Linked DNA regions of Mus musculus: region 2 is linked to region 1. A link is a contact called in public promoter capture Hi-C data. All regions are on one chromosome and are shown on one strand. The core of a region is the stretch at or near the end of the contact, and the rest is flanking DNA. Distances in the headings are between cores, read along the strand shown.

Region 1 (2,889 bases), core at 293-2,792:
GGGACTGTCAAACAGCACTTGAACAAAGGGTTATTGGCTTGAACCAACTGTCCTTTTCACTCAAAGTGTGACCTATTTCCCTACAATGAACAGAAAGTAACTGTTTGACAATTCCGAGCCAACACTAAGAGAAACGAGCCATTCCCTCGACTGCTTCTCGCCTCCATCGTTCACGTTGCAGTCATTAAATGCAAACGCCGAAAGATGTTTTGGATGTTTTCATGAGCGAGACTAGAGGAATATTTATTAAGTTGCATCCTCTATCCCCTCTCCCTTCCAGATACATTAAATCAACGCCTGGTCTTTCACACACTAAAAGCGTCTGGTACTTCGGTGGCAAGGGCTGTAGCGAACGAGAGAGATATCCTACACACCGCTGTAGAGCTTTGCCTTTAGCCTGGGTTAGACGTGGAGTCTCCAGGGATTTTCTTTCTGTCTCTCAACCTTGCAGGCGATTTCTTCTGAGACTAGGACTCGGTCTTTTAGGATTTCCTCGCTGTTGCCTCTCTTCCAGGAGCACACTTGATGCTGTGCACAGACAAGTTCAAAATGAGAGTCCCTCCGATGTTGGCAGCAGGCTAGGAAAACAACCCGTGTCGACGAGAGTAGCTGCCTCCCAACTGTAAATATGGATTCGTACACTCAAGGCTCGGTCTAGTTTTACCACAGAGGAAAATTAATGATGTCGTTTCTTACAGTGATAACATGCTAGCAAGTTTCGATCTTCTGAAAATGGTCCTCACAATGTTTTGTGGAAAAGTGATCGGTAATTGGAATAGTTGGAGAGACGCGATTTGAGGTGCTCCAAGGACCAATTTCAAAATATTTTATTTCACGCCTCTAGGAGAGAAAGGAACGAGCATGGCTTAGGCTGTTTGCTGTTTTTGCGTTTCCCACATCTGGCCTACAGACCTAATTCCAACTGGAGATCTTGCTAGATGAAATTCGATCTTCGTGGTTTAAATACCTTTCAGTGTGGGACGATTTAACAATTGCAGCAGTTTTTTTAAAAAAAGAAACACCCCCCCCCAAAAAAAAAAATCCTTGCGCACTATCTGTGAAACCCTTATGGAGTGCGGAGGGAAAAAATGCTGCTAGCACACAAATCCTACCCATTGTCTTTAACACTCGTATACACACTTATACACGTAAACACACGGGAAAGATGGGGGAGGGGAGAGAATGGCTAGAGACAGACGCGGATATAGACCGGCAAGAGTCAATGCGAGTCAAGTTAAAGCTTTCTCCGCCCCCATCCATAAGTACCCCCTCCCGCGTTAATTAATTCCAAACAAAGCAAGCCAATCAAGACATGCATTATTATTTTCAGGCCGAGGGAGACGAGAAGCACGTATTTTTTAATTGATTTATTTATTTGGAAGACATTAATTCTTGGTCTGAGGCTGATTTTCAAACCGTTTGCAAAGCGCGGCTCCATTGTTCGCCCGGAGCGCAGGCCCCGCCCCCTGCTTTGTGTGCGGCGCGCGGATTGGCCAGCGCGCGCGGGGGCCGCGTCAGCGCCCGCGAGCCCATTCATCTGTGCACTTGGGCGTTGGACCCCGCATCTTATTAGCAACCAGGGAGATTTCTCCATTTTCCTCTTGTCTACAGTGCGGCTACAAATCTGGGATTTTTTTTTATTACTTCTTTTTTTAAAAAAACTACACTTGGGCTCCTTTTTTGTGCTCGACTTTTCCACCTTTTTCCCTCCTTCCTGCGCTGCTGCTTTTTTGATCTCTTCGACTAAAAATTTTTTATCCGGAGTATTTAATCGGGTCTCTTCTGTCCTCCTCGCCACCCCCACCCCCTCCCTCCGGTGTGTGTGCCGCCGCCGCTGTTGCTGCTGCTGCTGCTCGCCCCGTCGTTACACCAACCGAAGGCTCTTTGTTTCCTCTCTTGGATCTGTTGAGTTTCTTTGTTGAAGAAGCCAGCATGGGTGCCCAGTTCTCCAAGACCGCAGCGAAGGGAGAAGCCACCGCCGAGAGGCCCGGGGAGGCGGCTGTGGCCTCGTCGCCTTCCAAAGCAAATGGGCAGGTAAATTCTACCTGTGGTTCTTGGCATTTCTTGGGTGTCTTTCTCTAATCTGGACGCCTCGTCTTCCCTCTGGTCGCGCCCGAGATGCATTCGAGGGAGGGGAGCCTAGCCAGATTCTAGTCTGAAAGTTGAATGGGTAATGATAGCCTAAATTGTCAATTTTTCATAGGAAGGGTACCCTCCACCCCCACCCCAAAGGAGTGGTTCCTAAGGATCCTGGCCAATTCTTGAGTAGACCGGAGGAAGAGTGATAAATCGTCTAAAATGGCGTGGTTTGGAGATTGGCTGAACGTGACTAGTTAGATGCACCCCCCCCCCAACGCCCCTCCAGGTTGCATTTGTATTTGGGGCCACAGTGGTGTTTGGGTGGCTCACGTATTTATTGTCGAGATTGGGTCGTCTTTGAGATTTCTGGTGTGGTTGTGTGTGTGCGCGCGCGTGTGTATGTGTGTGTAGGAAGGGGGGAGCCAACGCGGATGGCGGTGGAGAAAGGCAAGCTGAGAAGGCTTGTCTTATTGTATCCAGAGGCAGTATGCCTCGGGTTCTTGGAAAGGTGGCTGGTTAGAGCCGGACAGGCAGCTTTTCCAAGTGCCTTTGCGATGGCCCTTCCCCTCCCCCTTTGGTAGCTGTGTAATTACACACCCATATGACTTTTCAAATGGTATCCTGGTGTGGTGGGAATTCTCAGTGGGTTTTTGAAGACCCTTTCCTGCCTGCCAAGAAGGGAGCAGTTCTGGTGTTTTGGTCTGGACTGTTCGTGTGAGTGGCACCTTGGCCACCCTCGAGGATTGCCTCAGTGCTGCTGCGACCCAGGCAGAGAGCCATGGTTGGGTGGGCTCAAGAGGTCGGCCATGG
Region 2 (2,889 bases), core at 187-2,686, 2.0 Mb before region 1:
TTGCCATGACTTCCCTGCCATGATTGACTGTGCCTTCCAAGTGTGAGCCAACATAAGCCCTTCTTCAAGATCCATTTGCCAGACATTTAACTGATCCAAGACCTTAGGGTGGCAAATGAAAAGGGTACTGTGAGGTTTGTATAAGCTTGGCCCAGAGAGTGGCATTATTTGGAGGTGTGGCCTTTTTGGAATAGGTGGGTCACTGTGGGCATGGGCTTTAAGACCCTTGTCCTAGCTGTGTGGAAGTCAGTCTTCTCCTGTTTGCCTTGAGATGCCTGCACCATGCCTGTTTGGATACTGCTATGCTCCCACCTTGATGATAATGGACTGATCCTCTGAACTGTAAGCCAACCCCAATTAAATGTTGTCCTTATAAGAGTTGCCTTGGTTATGGTGTCTGTCCACAGCAGTAAACCCCTAACTAAGAAGGGTACCATCTGGGTGGCCCAGTGCACATATAGCTGCAGGCTACTGTGATGTGTGCATGCTCATGTGCTATTGGCTCTGTGGGAGCACAGCCTCCCAGAGGTCACCGCTGTGGGAGGCCTTACTTATGTGCTAAATTCATGCTCATAAGGGTGGGAAGAAAGAGGCCCGGACACTGTAGATCACGTGACAGGCCAAAGGGAGAAGAGCTGTGGGAAGGTAGGTTTCGCCTGCTGGATCTTCAGGAAGACAAGACTTGGACAGAGAAAGAACAAAGGTTAAAATGGATACTCTTAACTCTTGTCCTGGTGACAACACAGGAGGGGACAGGCTGGTGGCCACATGTGTGTGCACACATGGTGTGTTTCTGGAGAAATGGTTCAAATTCAGAGTAACTTACTTTTTAGAGTTTTAAAGATTGTTTTAACTGATACACAAAAACAAAATTATATGTATTAATGGGCATCTTGTAGTGTTTCGTATGTTAAAAAAAATTCTCACTCCAATTTTCTAATTGGGAAAATCTAATTGGGAAAACCTAATTGGGGAAACCTAGGGTTAATTTTCTGTTGTCTCCCACAAAACTACAACTGCAGATAGGAGCCTAGTTTAAGCAAATGTGCTGTGGGGAGTCTACTTACACCCACTAGGTTAACCCCTTACCATTGCCCCAGGGGTGAGATGTGTCGGAGTATAGGACGACATGGGGTGGGGGCTGCTCACCAGCTCAGGAAAGGCCTCTAGAATCTGCTGTTGGTAGGACATGAAACTCAAGTGACATGAAATGGGGAGAGACTGGACCAACACCCGGCAGAGAAATCAGAGAGACCAAGGGCAAGGTGGGAAAGATGTCCAATGCCACCCAACTCCTGGAAGACGGGCTTGGATCTCAAGAACAGGATGTCCGTCCTCCCTCAGAGAACAACCTCCACTTGCTCTCGCAGAGTCCCTGTAGGAAGGTGTTGGCCCCTCCTGACGCACACCGTGCAGACCCAAGGAGCTTCTAGAAGTCCAGTGAAATCCGCAGGGCACTGGGACAGATCCTCAGACGGAAAGTGCAACCCGGGAGTCTGAAGCCCAGGAGGTGGAGACGTGGTTCCTTGTGCAGGAGACAGGGGAGCTTTGTGCCTGGCGCTTCTCCATCTCTCCATCCTCCCGGCATCATGCGTAGGCTCCTCTTTTGCACTCTGCTCATGACTGGGCTGACACAGGTAAGTCCTTGTTTCACATTCAGACTCCAGCTGTACATCTCCAGGCCCAAAGTACAGCTGCAAGGTAGAAATGGGGGAAATATACGGGTAATTATTTAATGAGAAATGGGGAGCCATTTTCCTTTCCAGAACGTTCAGTTTTAGCTTGGGAGTTTCGTCTCGATGCTGGACACTTCCCCCTTTGAGGTGTACACACTGAAGCCTTCTTGCAATGTGTGAACAGTCCACTAGTGTTCCCTTATGTCTATTTACACAGTCCACCCCAGCTCTCGGATGGGTAGCACTGACGGCCACAGCTGTAAACATGATCCCTTCATGAGAGGTTGCAGGCGCGGGCGGGCGAACACAAGGGCAGGCGGGCTCGCCTTTTCACAGCTTGTAGCATGCAAAGAGCTCCTGGCAAAAAAACGGGTTTGGCAATGATTTTTTTTTTTTCCCCCAGCTAAGCCTGTCCTTGTTTGAAAGGAACGCTTAGGAAGGAACATTTAGTGTTAAACTTTTACTTTATCTTTTCTCAAGCCTTGGGTCTTTCACTTTTTGTGAGTGAATCTGTCCGTGGAAGCTCTAAATAATTCGGAGGGCAGAGCATATGAAGTTTAATTTAAAATGAGCAATTCATTGCCTTAGTGTTTTTGATTGAGAAGATTAAAGCAGACAGAGTTACTTGCTGATTTATTTACATGAAGGTCACTGCTGGCTCTGACCTCTTCCGGTGACATAGAAAACATGGAAGGGTAAGGAGTTGGAGCTGAACATGGCTGGGGCAGCAGAGGTATTCTATACAGTAAGGGGAGTTGTTATACCGTCTAGAGGTGTGAGGTTTCAGAAGGCTCCTAAGAAGGATCTCAGCGATGGGTTCTTCCTGCTGGCACAGCTGGAGGACATTTCTTCAATAGCTCTGTGCCCAGCTCTCTCCTGTTCTACACTCTCAGGAGAGGCAGGTGGTTACTGTCAACTGAGGACTAGGGCATGTTCTTTTTTTTTTTTTAGTTTTTTTTAGAGCATGTTCTTAAACAGCAAATATTCTAGCACACAGAGAAATGTACAGAATAGAAAACAAGTGCAAATACAAAGAGATATTGTACTTAGACCACAAATTATCATTCGTGATTAATTTTGCCTTAATTATGTGTGGGTTTTTTGTTTGTTTGTTTGTTTGTTGTTTTGCTTTGTTTTGGTCATGGTGATAAAATACCTGAAAAATAATTAAAGGAAGGTTTATCTTGGCTCTCGGTTTAAGTTCATGGTTCTT

What was found. Promoter capture Hi-C pulls out the DNA fragments that hold promoters and counts their contacts.
Region 2: a promoter capture Hi-C map of hippocampal neurons shows a contact between it and region 1, with 18 times the contacts expected there. The contact joins the promoter of Ccn6 here to the promoter of Marcks in region 1. A contact is called at or near these places in 7 of 39 promoter capture datasets (the C10 cell line, cranial neural crest, hippocampal neurons and 3 more), 1 of 484 Hi-C or Micro-C datasets (uterus), 7 of 115 datasets of contacts at active chromatin or transcription factors (the NIH/3T3 cell line, astrocytes, differentiating embryonic stem cells and 4 more) and 1 of 9 other capture datasets (adipose tissue).

What each region holds. Positions count from the first base shown.
Region 1 is chr10:37,137,579-37,140,467 of GRCm38.p6, reverse strand. Marcks (myristoylated alanine rich protein kinase C substrate) reads left to right here and starts at 1,542. Exons shown (of 2, transcript NM_008538.2): 1 at 1,542-2,034. The coding sequence starts at 1,933. It overlaps 5930403N24Rik (RIKEN cDNA 5930403N24 gene), which reads right to left and starts at 936. Exons shown (of 3, transcript NR_166104.1): 1 at 1-936.
Region 2 is chr10:39,162,341-39,165,229 of GRCm38.p6, reverse strand. Ccn6 (cellular communication network factor 6) reads left to right here and starts at 1,436. Exons shown (of 5, transcript NM_001127376.1): 1 at 1,436-1,637. The coding sequence starts at 1,590.